Linked DNA regions of Drosophila melanogaster: region 2 is linked to region 1. Evidence: chromatin contacts called from public targeted proximity ligation data. All regions are on one chromosome and are shown on one strand. The core of a region is the stretch at or near the end of the contact, and the rest is flanking DNA. Distances in the headings are between cores, read along the strand shown. Region 1 holds the start of ppk27 (pickpocket 27). Region 2 holds the start of CG32266.

Evidence for each region.
Region 2: a contact with region 1 is called in a targeted proximity ligation map of the Kc167 cell line, with 2.8 times the contacts expected there. A contact is called at or near these places in 24 of 107 Hi-C or Micro-C datasets (the Clone 8 cell line, the Kc167 cell line, the S2 cell line and 10 more) and 1 of 7 datasets of targeted methods (the Kc167 cell line).

What each region holds. Positions count from the first base shown.
Region 1 is chr3L:3,750,835-3,757,362 of dm6, reverse strand. ppk27 (pickpocket 27) reads left to right here and starts at 2,162. Exons shown (of 3, transcript NM_139569.2): 1 at 2,162-3,240; 2 at 3,301-3,483; 3 at 3,552-3,670. The coding sequence starts at 2,274. The coding sequence ends at 3,670. All of the region lies in intron 5 of CG32264, which reads left to right.
Region 2 is chr3L:3,787,495-3,794,533 of dm6, reverse strand. CG32266 reads right to left here and starts at 3,730. Exons shown (of 2, transcript NM_168040.2): 1 at 3,679-3,730; 2 at 2,974-3,447. The coding sequence starts at 3,690. The coding sequence ends at 3,226. The region is part of intron 2 of CG32264; the gene reads left to right.

The sequences.
Region 1 (6,528 bases), core at 913-3,412:
TCATTCACATTCATTGTCATAAGGTCTTTTTAGTTTACTTTGTCTTTATCAAAAGGTCATAAATACCTGCCACTCACTTATTCGTGCCGAAATATTTAGTGTATTTGTACTTTATTTTTAACACCTGGAATTTGAGATGCCTTTTGCATGGTTAGCATTCTAGAACCATCTCGATTCGGGTATTTCCTGCGACCTGCGAAGGCAGCGAATGTCTTTGGGCACTTTGCAGTCTCCTTTGGCTCCTAGTGCCCCCTTTTAGCCACTACTTTCTTCACCTATATCCCTGTGGATTTTACCCTTAAGCTGTTCCTTGCCTTTGCATTCCATAAACCACAAAGTATGAGTAAGCACTTAACCCTTTCTTTGCACGCCGCTTTCTCTTACCCCTTTCGCCGCTCTCTCTCTCTCTCTCTCTCTGTCTCTATTTTGCTCTCTTGCATTCCTGACACGCATTGCAAGTCTAACCTTTCACATTTATGCGTTGCACACGCCCAGTGGCCGCCCCCTTTTTCTGTTCCAGTTAGTTTTATTCAATTTTTGCGCTATTTTTACAGATGCAATTTTACAGCGGAAGCGAGGAAATCGAGACAACCATAGAGAAAGTTGGAGAAAGGGGTGGGGAATGCGAAGGAGGGGGTTCGAAGGGGCGATGTGTGTGTGTGTGTGTGAGCGGAGAAAGGAGGCTGCCTAAGTGCTTCGCCCATTAAAGTATGCAATCATTTTGCGGTTAGTTGCCCTTGCCTTCCTGCCCCTTGAATTACCCCTTCAATGCCACTCCTATCTTTTCCATTTTCCACTTTCCCTGCCCCTTTTTCCCTTTAGCAATTTTCGTGCCTTCGCAGCTGCATAAATTTCGCTGCTGGCATTCGCTCTTAACCAATTTGCTAATCCGTTCGCCACTTTCTTGACAGCATTAACAATTTGCACGGTTTGTTCACGGTTATTAACAACTTTATTATTTTGTTGGCTATTTATTATGGTAGCTATTTCTCTGAACTGCTTTTATTTCGCTTGGCTAAAATCATCTTAATTGTAATTTATTGTGGGCAAGCTATTCATTGAAGTTTTCCCAAAACATTTCAACAAAAAACTCATTTGATTTTTGACATTTGTGCCAAATTTTTTGTTTTGCCTTTTCTCTGGGCCAAGTTCATTCATAAACAAATGTGTGAAATTTCGTCTGGCTCTTTTTCTTCTTCTTCTAAGTCTATGCCCCCAAAATTAAATCGAAAACACAACGTTCCCACCTTCCACATTTCTACTCCTCCGATCTTAGAAGGAAAACCCGTAGAAGCTACGTATAAATAAATAAATAAACAAGCGTTTAATTGAACCGGAAATTATTGTGTGTGGGTTGTATGATTGCTTCTTCTTCTCTATTCCTCACGTATGTGTGTCGAAATGCATTAGAATGTGTGTGTGTGGTTCTTATTGGAATTTGTTGTTCACTTTTATTTAGTTTTATCCCACAGATGTTGTTGTTTGTTCGCATTGCGTTTTAGTTCTCCAACTTGTTTGCCCAGTTGGTTTATAGTGGCTGGAAAGAGAGGGGTGTACTAGAAGTGAAAGAGAGGGATGCATGTGTGAAAGAGAAGATTTCTTGCTTTTGGGCAACAAAAACATATACACTTTTCTGATTAGTTCTATTCATAGTTATGGCAACCAACAAGTGCCACAGATTTAAGCTGACATAGAATTATACAGTTAAGTTTTTGGAATATTTACCGTTTGACTTTAAGAAGATTTCTTAAGCTATAAGCTTGTCTTAGAATTTATACAATCCGTTTCTATGCTGCAATTTTGACCAGATGACTAAGCTACCTACTATTCACTTAAAATAAACATCTCAAAGGCTTTACAGAGAATTCGGCAATCATCGTTTACATTAGAAATTGGGACTCCCCAACTGAATCCCATTAATATGCAACCCTTCACATTAGCGTGATATTTAGAATTCCCTGTGTGTGGGTGTGTATCTGTTCTTGCACGTATCTGTGTGTCTGCTTTGTGTATCTTGCAGCACATTGTAGTAAATTATACTTGACAGTCGTTGCATGTTCGACTTGCGATACTCGACAGTTTCCACTACCATTAATGGCTACTCAGCCACGCCCCCACTTGTTGAATTAAATATAATTTGATGTTATTTATTTGACTGAAGATATTCGATTAGCTATCTTCGCTATATAATCTACTATCTCAACATCATAATTAGTCACAGAAAAGCTATAAAATATCCTGTAGACATCGAAAGACAATTTAGTACCGCCAAAATGTCTCGCATTGTGACAGCTTTCAATAAAACGGTTGTGGAATATTTTCGAAAAACAAGCCTCAACGGCTTCGGCCTGCTGTATTTTATTAGAAAACGCAGAATTCAAAGAATATTCTGGTTTTTGTTTATTAGCTTTGGCATACTTTTCGCTAGTTATGCAGTGTTCTCAATGGTTCTGGAATTCCTCAGCTATTCAACAATTGCAGATCTCTCGGAATTAAAAGTTTTGGAAGATGAAATACATTTTCCCGAGCTAAAAATATGTAGTGGTTATAAGTTTAGCTACAGGAATATGTTAGCTTCTGCTCATGATTTAGTTAGTTCTCAAAACAAATCGCTGGATTACTGGCTAAATAAATTATCATTGCTTTCTGGATATTTTGATGCTTTGTCTGTAAAAGCAGAGAATGTTGATGATTTAAATTCTTTACTTGATATAAAGAATATTTCTTCTTTTTTACTTGCCCTAACACCAGCGTGTGAATCTTTAATACTCAAGTGTAAGTTGAATAATATTCCTGCCAATTGCTTGAAGTTATTTACTTTAAAAGCATATAATGATGGAAATTGTTGTGTCTTAAGGAATAGTAATCTCACTGGAGAACTCACCCTTTTTATGGATTCTTCACAAATTGATGAATATCCTTTAAATGGAAATCTTCCTGGCTTTAGTTTACATGTTCCAAGTTGGCAGGGTAGAGTTAGTATCAACCCTGGCGAAATGGCAGCTGTGGAAATAGAAGTTATGGAACTTCAGGGAAATTCTCAATTAAACGAGTATGCCGTAGAAAAGCGAGCTTGTTATTTTTCTCAAGAGGGTGAAAGTAGGGAAAAGTGCCTTCATGAGTGTAGAATAAAAGCCACGCTAATTAATTGCCAGTGTGTGCCGTATCCATTCGAGTTTAGAACGCAAAAGTTTGGGTATTGCACTTTGGAGAATATAAGATGTCTGCAGTTGGTAGAAAGTGAGTTTCGAATTTCTTATAATTCCTCAAAGGTAATCAATTCTTATTAAAATAATCCAGGAAACTGGTCACCAGCTCAATGTCCGCAATGTTTGCCGCTCTGCAATCAACTGTTTTACAGATTGAATAAACAAATCCTTGGGCATTTGCATCCTTGGAGAAGTGAGTTGAATTTTAAATTTAAAACGCCACACCGACAGCGGTACAAAACAAATATACTCTATCATTGGTATCAAATGCTGTGTAAGTTTGTTTAACGTTTAACACAAATACACATGCCGAAATTACATGCATATTTATTTAACCAAAAGCAAACGTTGGCGGCGTTCTGGGCATTTGCATTGGCTGCTCCTTCATCAGTGGCTTCGAGCTGATCTACTTTCTGGTCTTTCGCCTGTGGACTAACTATCTTCGACAGCCCGAGACTTAATTAAGTAAAATGTTGCGCATACGCCATGTGGGCAAATTTGTTGTGATTTATCTCGTTGACAACGTGCCAGCGACAGGGTCGCATTAATCTTGATGACTTGAATTGTAACTGAGGCGAAATAAACGAGTGAACAAGAATTGGGGGAACGAAAGGGTGGCACTTGGGAGCTGGATTGTGGGTGGGGCTTAGCTGGAGTGTGCCGATCATCAAGGTTAAGTGGTCTGCTGAGCCCCTTTTCATCGTCTCAGCTTGTTCGCCATTCGTCGCCTGGGGGGCCACTTGATGACTACTGAACGGCAACAAAAAGATTCAGAAATATGTCTCATCATGTGTATATAAACTGGGAAAAAAATGTTTTAACATTGAAATGCTCTCTTAAAAGAGAAGAAAATCTTATGGAACACATCTATGGCACGCCATGGTAAATAGAGTGCACATTTAAATTTGAAATAAAATATTATTTCCACTTATTTTCTCTCAGTGAAATTGTGTGAGTGTGAATACCTTTCTTAAGTGCACTTCAGCGTGCGTTTTACTGTATTGATTTTTTCCCAACCGACTTGTCAACTTTTGAATAATAAAATTCTTGTTTCTTTCATTGCAGGTGAGTTTTCCCAAGAAAAACGTGTCCAGGTTTTCAATAGCGTAAGTTTTATAACGTTTAAGATTTGAATTTTTTTAAAACATAGTTAACAGCACATGTTAATAAGCTGCTGAGTAACAGGTAAAAGCTTTGAAAGCTTCATAGAGTAGGAAAATCAGCTAAGAACCGTAGCATTGGAAAAGCTTGCTGGAAAGCTTTTACTTTGGGGTCGTCGGCTGTGTTTATTAAAGTGTATTTTTTATGGCACTCTGCCGGTTATCACAAATCATGTTCAATCAATTGAAATTTAAGACATAGAGCTCTTAAATTCGAAGAATGGATAGGAGAATTCAGGCCATGAATTATCAAAAATCTGGCGCTAAAAAATGCAATCTAAGCATTGCAGTAAAATCTAGAAGCCGCGCACACCCATTTAATAGCCTTCTGGGGGCAAAAAAACCGTGAGCAAGGCGAACGTCTCCATTAATTTTGAAACCGCCAACTTATCAGGGCAGCGTCATGGTCCTAAGTGATTTCCCCAGTTCCGTTGATTTACGGGGGAAGAGTAGCAACGGATATCTGCTCTATATTACACACATAGAGCCACTAAACGCAAGGACATGCGATGCCGTGTCCTTCACCTTCCCATCGCCTCCGAAAAAAGAAAGGAAAAAATTTATACATAAATATCTCCGAGCGAAGGAAGAACCTTCGGAATTCCTTTTAAAGTATTCCGTATGCGGCGGCGGCTTGTCCTGACATTATTATTTTTTATTTTCATTTTTTTTTTATACCAGCTGATGAGTCGTTGATCAAAGGCATTCCAGGCTGGCTTTTCCGGCTAACGGTTTCGGGGAAAATTCAATTCGTGCCGCTTAATGTGTCACATTACAGTCACCGAGTAGTTCGAAGTAGCAGTAACTAATTTGGGATATTTGAGTTAAAAAGAGGATATTCTCAACTGGATATATTGGTTTCTAAAGAGGTTGTCTTTAGCTTATATGTTGGTATTTAAGGCATTAAGGTAATAGAAGCGTTTTTAAACACTTTCCTTATCTAAAGTAAAGTAACTGACCTTCAATCGAGCTAGCAAAAAAGATACTTGTATAAAGAATTGAGCTTAAAATTAAAAATTTACGGTGTGAAAAACTTGTTTAATTTCTTGAGAAGTGGCCATTGTTACCATTTGCAGCATGTGCAAGCGAATTTCCAAAGGTCTGTGTGTTTTTGGGCAGACGAACAAAAGTTTTCGTTGCAAACTTGAAATGAAATTGGTTCAAATTAAACATTTCAAACAGCTTAAACTTGTCCCTCAAATTGCCTGCCATTGTTCGACGCTCGACAAACTCCGATCGGATATGGGCCCAAGGACATTTAGGCATACCTAAACACAGTCATCTTCCTTCCCCTTTTTTTCTCAGCACAATCTGAATCCTGCATCGACGTGGACTCTGCCTTATTTGCATAATTCTAATATGGAACATTTTTGGCCATCAGCTCCCTCAACTGTCCACCTACACACACACATGCACACACACACATGCACACGCATCCTGTGCTGGGAGATTTGCATAAATAAAAGCGTAGTTGTGCCTCCATGTCCTTGTCAACGTAAATTACGGCCATTTGATTTCGGCAATTACAACGCATTTTTGTGCAACAATTTTCTGTAGACCACCTTGTTCCCCATACTGGCTCCACGCCCCCCGCATGATTTATATGTCCTTTTTTGTTCCTGGTAGGACAGGACAATTTCAATTTAAGCTGCTCTCTTTCAGCTTCGACATGTTGTGTTGGCCAAGTTAATTATGGGCTTATCCTTGGACTTGTCTGCAGTCGAGTATATTTATTGTCACTGTCGTCTGTCTGCAGGATTTCCTCTGTGATTTTTTCGCTTTTGTTCGCCATTGTTCGCGGATATTTTCCTGCAACCAAGTCGCAGCCATTTGGCACTCGTCCCAAAAACAAAAAAGGTAGACAACCTTGGCCATGAGCAGGACTTTCTATTTATCTATTTAGCCAAGCCAAGTTGCCGACTTGTTTTTCGGTCTATTTGCATTTTGCGGGCGGAAAATGAGAACGAAAATGATTATCATTTGTTTTCGTTAAGTTGGCTAAAACCAAGCTGTCCAGAGCCAACAAGTTGTGGCAGCTCATAAAAATGAATTACGTCCGCCGGCCCCAAGGATTCTGTAGTTTATCTAAGCTATTCCTCCTGCCTTTCCATGGACTTTTCCAAGATTTCCTGGGATCAGTTTTGCGCAGGGGCGTTATT
Region 2 (7,039 bases), core at 2,481-4,980, 36 kb before region 1:
CTGCATTTTTAACAGAGGTTGGCTTAAAACTGTTCTTCACTTTCACACTCACACTTTAGCGATTAATTTTTAATAATGCCCGGATAAAAAGGAGCCAGAATTTCTTATCCTTGCTGTGGAGGACTTGAATATGTTTTTAGTAAAAGAGAAACACGAAACCGACCCTCCGTGGAAGGATAGCTTGGTGTAATCACTTGTTGAGTGCTTTGTTTCGTCCTTTTGTTCGTCCTGCTAATAGTCCGGCAATTAATTGCTTGTCTGCCTTGATTCCTCGCCTGCGGCCCTCATTAATCAGGGGCGAAAATTGATAAGCGCTATGATTTAATAATAAATTATAGCCAAGGAAACGATTTACTCGGAATTTAATAAGGAAATTGCTCGGAGCCTTAGAAAAAAATTGGTATTAATAAAAGTGATTTCAATAGCTGTTTAAACTTTTGTATACAGCTCACTCTTCTTTAAATGTTGAATTTTTTCTGAAAAGGATATATTCATACATTGAGTATTCTTACTCAACCTTATAGCCACGTTTAAACAAACTCACATGCTTACTTTCTTTTATACATTAAATTATCAGACTTGCTTCAGACTAATACTGACGTTAATTTTTATTTGATTTGACGTGCCATTTACCCAACACAATGGCCACAAAAGAAAACATTTTAAAAGCAAACATTGCGTGGGCTGCCAAAAAAGATTGATAAAAAGGCAGTGCTCCATACTCTGAAGCTTACGGAATAACATTCAGCGTTCTTTGTTGATTTGAAAGCTTGTGAAAAATGATTAGAAAATATAGCAAATTTAAAGCCGAAACTATTCTTTACTCTATACCCATGAGTTAGTAGAAAGTGCATCTGTTAGTCGCCTAATATCCGAATTTCTCCAATGGCTCATTTGAAATTGCCATTTAGCTGAGGGCCCCGAACAAACACTTAACTTTATTTAGCCTGAATTATTCCTGCCATTGCTCAGACCACGAAATCTCTTTTATCTCATCACCTTTTTTTTGCTTCTTCTCTTCTCTTGCAGGTAAGTTTGACATTGATGGACTACGCAGTCTGGCAAATCGAAGGATATAAGGATGTTGGTAGAAATGCGCCCGAAAAGTATGCAATGACTTTTGACATTCCCCTGCGTGTGCGTATGTGAAAAAGACGTCGACGGTGGGCGGGAAAATCGGAAAAGCAAGGCGCGTGGGTTTTTCATTTCCAAGTCAGCACCCCACGCAGCTCAACATTATCCGCCCCACGATGCAAATTAGATTTAGATTTTGACAAAATTCGCCTTCATTAATTTTTTTCTTTTGTAATACACATCTTAAAGTTCGTTCCACGCTCAAAGGGAAAACGAATAGAAAACAAGTTTCTTGAGGTAGGCACCCTGCTGATGACAGACTTTTCCCGCTTTTCGCTTTCGCATTTCCTCTGTGCAAATATACCGTGGTGTGTCGGGCTGGAAAAACAGTTTCTGTTTGTTCTTCGGGCGACAAAGTCCTAAGAAAACAATGTGAAATTAATGGCAAGTTAAGTGAAAAGTTGATTGGCATTTTTATTCTCCGCTTGGTGGTAAAATATGCGGCAACATTAAATGTTTAGGCCTCAAATCTTTAAATTTATTCTTAAGTTTACCAATTTCACATCAGTATATTTATTGGAAATACACTTCTATGAATTCAGTTAGTATTCAGCATTTTCGTATGCTTTTAAATTGAATTCATATCCTTGTGGTATTTGATTTATTTGCTACTCATTATTTACATTATTTATGCTTTGCCACATTATTCTGCTACGAAATGCCTTCTTCTTGTTGGCCAATCAAGTGGAAAACAACATTAGCATGTACATTATTCAACGTTTAACCACATTCTGCCTTATCTAAATGCATTTATTCAGGATGTTGCACATATTTCTCATTTCGGGCCAATTTCCATATGCATTTCGATGCTCTTTTTATTTTTCACAGCACCACGGTGCACAATGCGACTGAAAGGATGCTGCAAACACCAGCACAGCAGCTCACTAACACACACGCATTATGCAAATGGCGACACTGAAGCTGACGTCTAAAAAAATGAGAAATAGGAGTAGCAGTAGCAGTAGGGCAGCAGGGGAAAGGGGAAAGAGGAAGGGAGTAGGGAAAGGGGAAATGGGAAATGGAAAGGGGAAAGTGTGCACAGGAAATGCAGGGCTGTGTGCTAAGATGGCGGCGGGGAAAGTGAAACAGCAGCTCAAAGAAAGTCCTATATTTTTTAGGCAATTATTTGTGACTGCAAACTATTTTGGCACAATTTTTATAAACATATTGTGCTTAGGTAGCTTTAAAATCAGTTTCAAACTAAAAAATATTCCTATAAATTTGAATCATTTCTAAAAATCCATTTAAACAGCTAGAAAAGAAGATGTATTTTTTTAAATATTTATGCCATATAAACATTTTTAATCTGCGGTTTTTACTACCCGTTTTCTTTTGATCCTTTTGAATTGCATAATTTTTCATGCTCAAAATTCTTATATTTATCAGTTATTTTTTCGAGTGCACTCCACTTAACCCATTGCAACTTAGTTGCCATAATTTGCACATTTTAGCTGCGATGCAAATGCACGCCGACGCATGCCAGCGACAGTTGACCCCCGACCCCTGTGACTCCTACCCTTTCACACTATCCAAAGCACAACCCCCCACCATTCGCTAGCCCCCTTTTAGCCCACAATTACCGCCCAAAACGCCCCGTTTTGCCACATGAAACATGATATACGAGCCAAAGCGAATGTTTTTGATAGCTAATGGAAATTGCCAAGAAAACCAGCAGCAACGACAGAAACAAATTCGTAAATATTCTAAAATACGCCTCTTTGCTTCCACAAGCACTGTGCACTGAGCGAAAAACTATCAGAATGTTTTCTTTTTTTATAACAAAAGAAAGCTTTCATATATCACCAATGTGAAAACCCAATTGAATATAAGCAAATATTTCGATAATCAATGGCTATGTATGTTTAATTTTTTTTTTTTCAATTATTTAACAAGTGTTTTTCTGCGAGTGTAGAGCCAATGCCACTTTCATTTTGCAGCCCCTTTTAATCTGCAGTTGCTCCAAGCAAATGACAGCAAATAGCTGGCCTTTGGTATGCGAATCTTTATCTGTTTTATCAGGTTTATTTGTTCATTAGTTCGACGTCATCGGGAATTATCGTTGTACAGTGTGCATTCGATGGTGTGGGAACTTCAGCGTCTCAGGTACAGCGAGCTGTAGGGATAGGCTCCGTAGGCGTAGGGCGTGGCGGCATAGACGCCGCTGGTGTAGGCAGCACTGTACGTGGGTGCGTAGAGTCCGCCCGAGTAGGCGTAGGGCGTGGCAGCAACCACAGGCGAGGCCGCACTGTAGGCGGTCAGGAATTGCGGCTTGCCACAGGCAACGGCCAACAGGGCGAACAGGCACAGAGCGAACTGGTTAGAAAAGTTGGGTGAAAAGGGTGAGGGGGGATTTCATTAGCCAAGGAAATAATTACAGTCTTTTGGAGCTGCCACAACAATAAAACTCCTTAGATTCAAATAGATCTTATGTTGTGACTTGAAAGGAGCTTAATAGAACCTCTGATTGCATTATTTCAGAATTCACTTTTGTCAGATACTTGTATCCTTCATAGGTATTTACTTGATATCCCTTTAAATACTCACAAACTTGAACATCTTGAATTGATTGATTTTGGTGGTATATCCGCTGATTGAACAGAAACTGATATGATTAAACAAACGCAGAAGCCCTGGCTTTTATAGTAAAACCTAAGTGGACTTTTGGCTTCACTATCGGCTTTGGTGGGCGGCCCACGAAAAGGGGCGGTGGGCGGTGGGTTAGAGGTCACTCTTGACCCTGGCACGTTTGCTCATTTGCTGTAGTATTGTTTTTTTTTCCTACTACGTTTCTGGCCCGTTTTAATTTGGCCCAAACGTCTTTATGGCCGCTTTGCGCTGCGTGCACTGCATTCTTAATAGCGCTTTTGTTTACCTATGTATGTTTTTTGCTAGATGTTTTTGGAGAAAAAAAATAAAAAATAAAAACGGAAGCAATCAGAAAAATTCCCTGAGCAAATGCAATTTGACCTCTGGCAATGTTAATTTGTGTTGGCCAGATTGTCAATTATCGTTATGACTGCCAGAGATTCCTTGCGCAGCTCCGAAATAGAAAATTCCAAGAGGAATTCCACAGCGAAGACCTCAGAGAAACGGGTTGCCTTGGCTACTTGGCTATGTGAGCCTCATTTTTCTTAGCCCTTTGCATTGCTGTTCCTATTGTTTAGATGCAGCTGATTGTGTTTACACTGCTCAAAACTTATAGTCTGATCACGAATAATACTCAAGGATATAGAAACATTTGCTTTAAATTAATCAAAAGTGAAAATAGAATTTTAGTGTTTAGATTGAAAATAGAAATTTTGTTTCAGTTTGGCGCCTTCTTTGCTGTTACGCTTTGCCCACTCCACAAACATTCAATTTGTCAAGTTGTTAAATTTTAGCAGCTTTTCAGCTGTGCCCCGCCCACTTTCCCAAGAGCGCCCACTTTCTTTGCTCTCGCCCATTGTTGAATGCTGTGCATTTTGCATTTTAAATACAATATAAATTAAGTTGGCAGCTTCTGGCATTGAGAACAGTTTTCGGCAAAGCTGCTGAATGAATGAATGGCAGCCCTTTTATCAAGATTCTCAAGTTAATTTTGCTGAAGGATAAGAAGTTCGGGGAAAATGGGCGGGGAAATCGAGGAAAAACTGACATTGAAGACGAATTGTTCGCTCGGAATGAAGTGGAATTTTATTCCGGTGGGTGGAAAACTTTCCTTGACGATTGAATAAAACGCTGAACTGTTGGGAGAACTCAAAAGCACAATACTATTTTAAAATAGTATTACCAAAGATGTTGGATACCATAAATGAGTTAAGCACAAACTCCATTTGTTTATAAAAATATAATGTGCAAATATGATTTCCAATTTATTTATCCATAAATAATGAAAACATTTAAACATAATATTTGAATCTTATAAATTGTCTCTTTAAATATTAAGTTCGTAAATATATTTGAACGATCATTTACAAAATTAATTTTCTTCGTATAGTTTTGGAGTCACACAAAACATCGGCGAGAAATTTCTCGCATGCGATAAACAGTAAATATTGCACTGCTTGAAGCAGTGCTTCGCAAACTTGCGGCGCCTCTCAAACTGCTATTGTTGTGCTCTCTCCCTGAAAATTTTCTCTCTTTGAATTTTCCATTCTGTTTTTCATTTGCGGACCTGCGCTTTTCATTTGCCGGCATTTCTGGAGCAACAACAAAATTCCAGCGCTGAGTTTTCCCCCTGCCATGCCCCCCTTTTCGTATTTATATATTTAGCTCTCATTAAATATTTTCAACTAGAGCGAAAGATACTTCCGTTTCCTGTTTTATAAAAATAGTACTTGCCATATATAAATATACATATTTACTATGTATATAAATATTTGTAACTATATATGAGGTAAATACTTACTTGACTTAATATAACTAACTAGAAAATAATTCAAACTCCTTATCAAATTCAAAGTAAAATTTGGGAAAATCTACCATTTAGTTCTTCTATATATTATTATATATAAGATTATACTAAAAGTTCACTTTTCCGAGCGCTCACTGTAGGGTGTTTTTGTAGTGGGCCTAAAAATAGGAGACGCCACCACTCGTGAAAATTCTTGAAGAGCAGTTTGGGAAATTCCTTACCGAAAAGTTATATATGGCCGAAAAGAGATTTGCCTTGCGCCATTGTTTAGTGAATTGAATTTTGGTTCAGTGTGTATTTGTTTTTGGAAAAACAAGGTGAAATTGCTTTTGAAGTGCGGTTGCTTCTTGTTTTTCTTTCGCTTCCCTCGAAAAGATTTTCATTTGCCGATTGCCTCATTGGATTTTGAGGTATTAAAGTTTTCGAGAGGGGAATTAGTATCGCATTATTTGGATGTTTCTGGTGCGGAATGCAAATTGATTTTCAATAGTTTTTCGACATTTTCCAGCTCGCCAGAGGAGGCGGCTTTCCACCCAAATTGGCAATTATCATCGGGTGGCGGAATTTGTGGGTGCGAAATGCAAATCAATGGGCAAATCTAATTCAATTTGAGTTCCTATAATCAACTGCTGTGAATGTGAAATGAAAGGCAGACGAAGTTCACTCGTCACTTGATTCAACGTCGTTTATTAATTTGATTTATATGACTTAATGATTAACCAAATATTTATCATATTGAAAAAGATTGACCATTTCGATTAAAAACAAAGATACAACTATATTATCTTTGTAATAATATTTCGATGCTGTTTATATAGCCACGTGTAAATACGATATGTTATCAAGAAATTTATTAATAGATATAAAATCGAGTTTGGCGCCAAATTAAATTTTGAATTTCCAGCCGCTCTCTTCTCGAGTGTGACCGCGCTGCCGACAAATGCCGCGAAACGGTGCAAATTCGGCCTTATCGGCCGCTAAGCAGCTGGCCACACTGCGGCATATAAACAATTTTTTGTCACAATTTTTTTGAGAGCAGACGAACGCACATCGAACGCCAATTGGGGATCGTAAAGTCGGAAAAACAGCGTCGCGCTCGCTTCGAAATAGAAAAAAAACACAATAAACATTAGGTCAAAATCGCATTGGCAATCTTTTAAGTTTCGATTTGATTTAATTTCGCGGTGCAAAGCGAAAGAGAATTTTGAAACGTTTGATTTTTGTTGTTTCGCCGCTCTCTTCGTTGTTGTTCTTTTTGTTGTTTTTTCCGGCGCGTCGTTTGGCGTTTTTAGTGTATGCGTGCGTGTGTGTGCGTAACTACGTGCAGCTGTGTGCGTGCTTCAGTTTGATTTAAATAAATTATTAGTGAAAAGCAGCTGAGAAGAGTAAAGAATACGAAAAAGTGCAAGTAAACGCAATAAAAATATTGCACATTAAATAATCAACAAGTGTAAGTGCAAAGCAAGTGATGTGCAAAATGCAAGAGCAGAGAAAAGAAAATAAAAGCAGAGA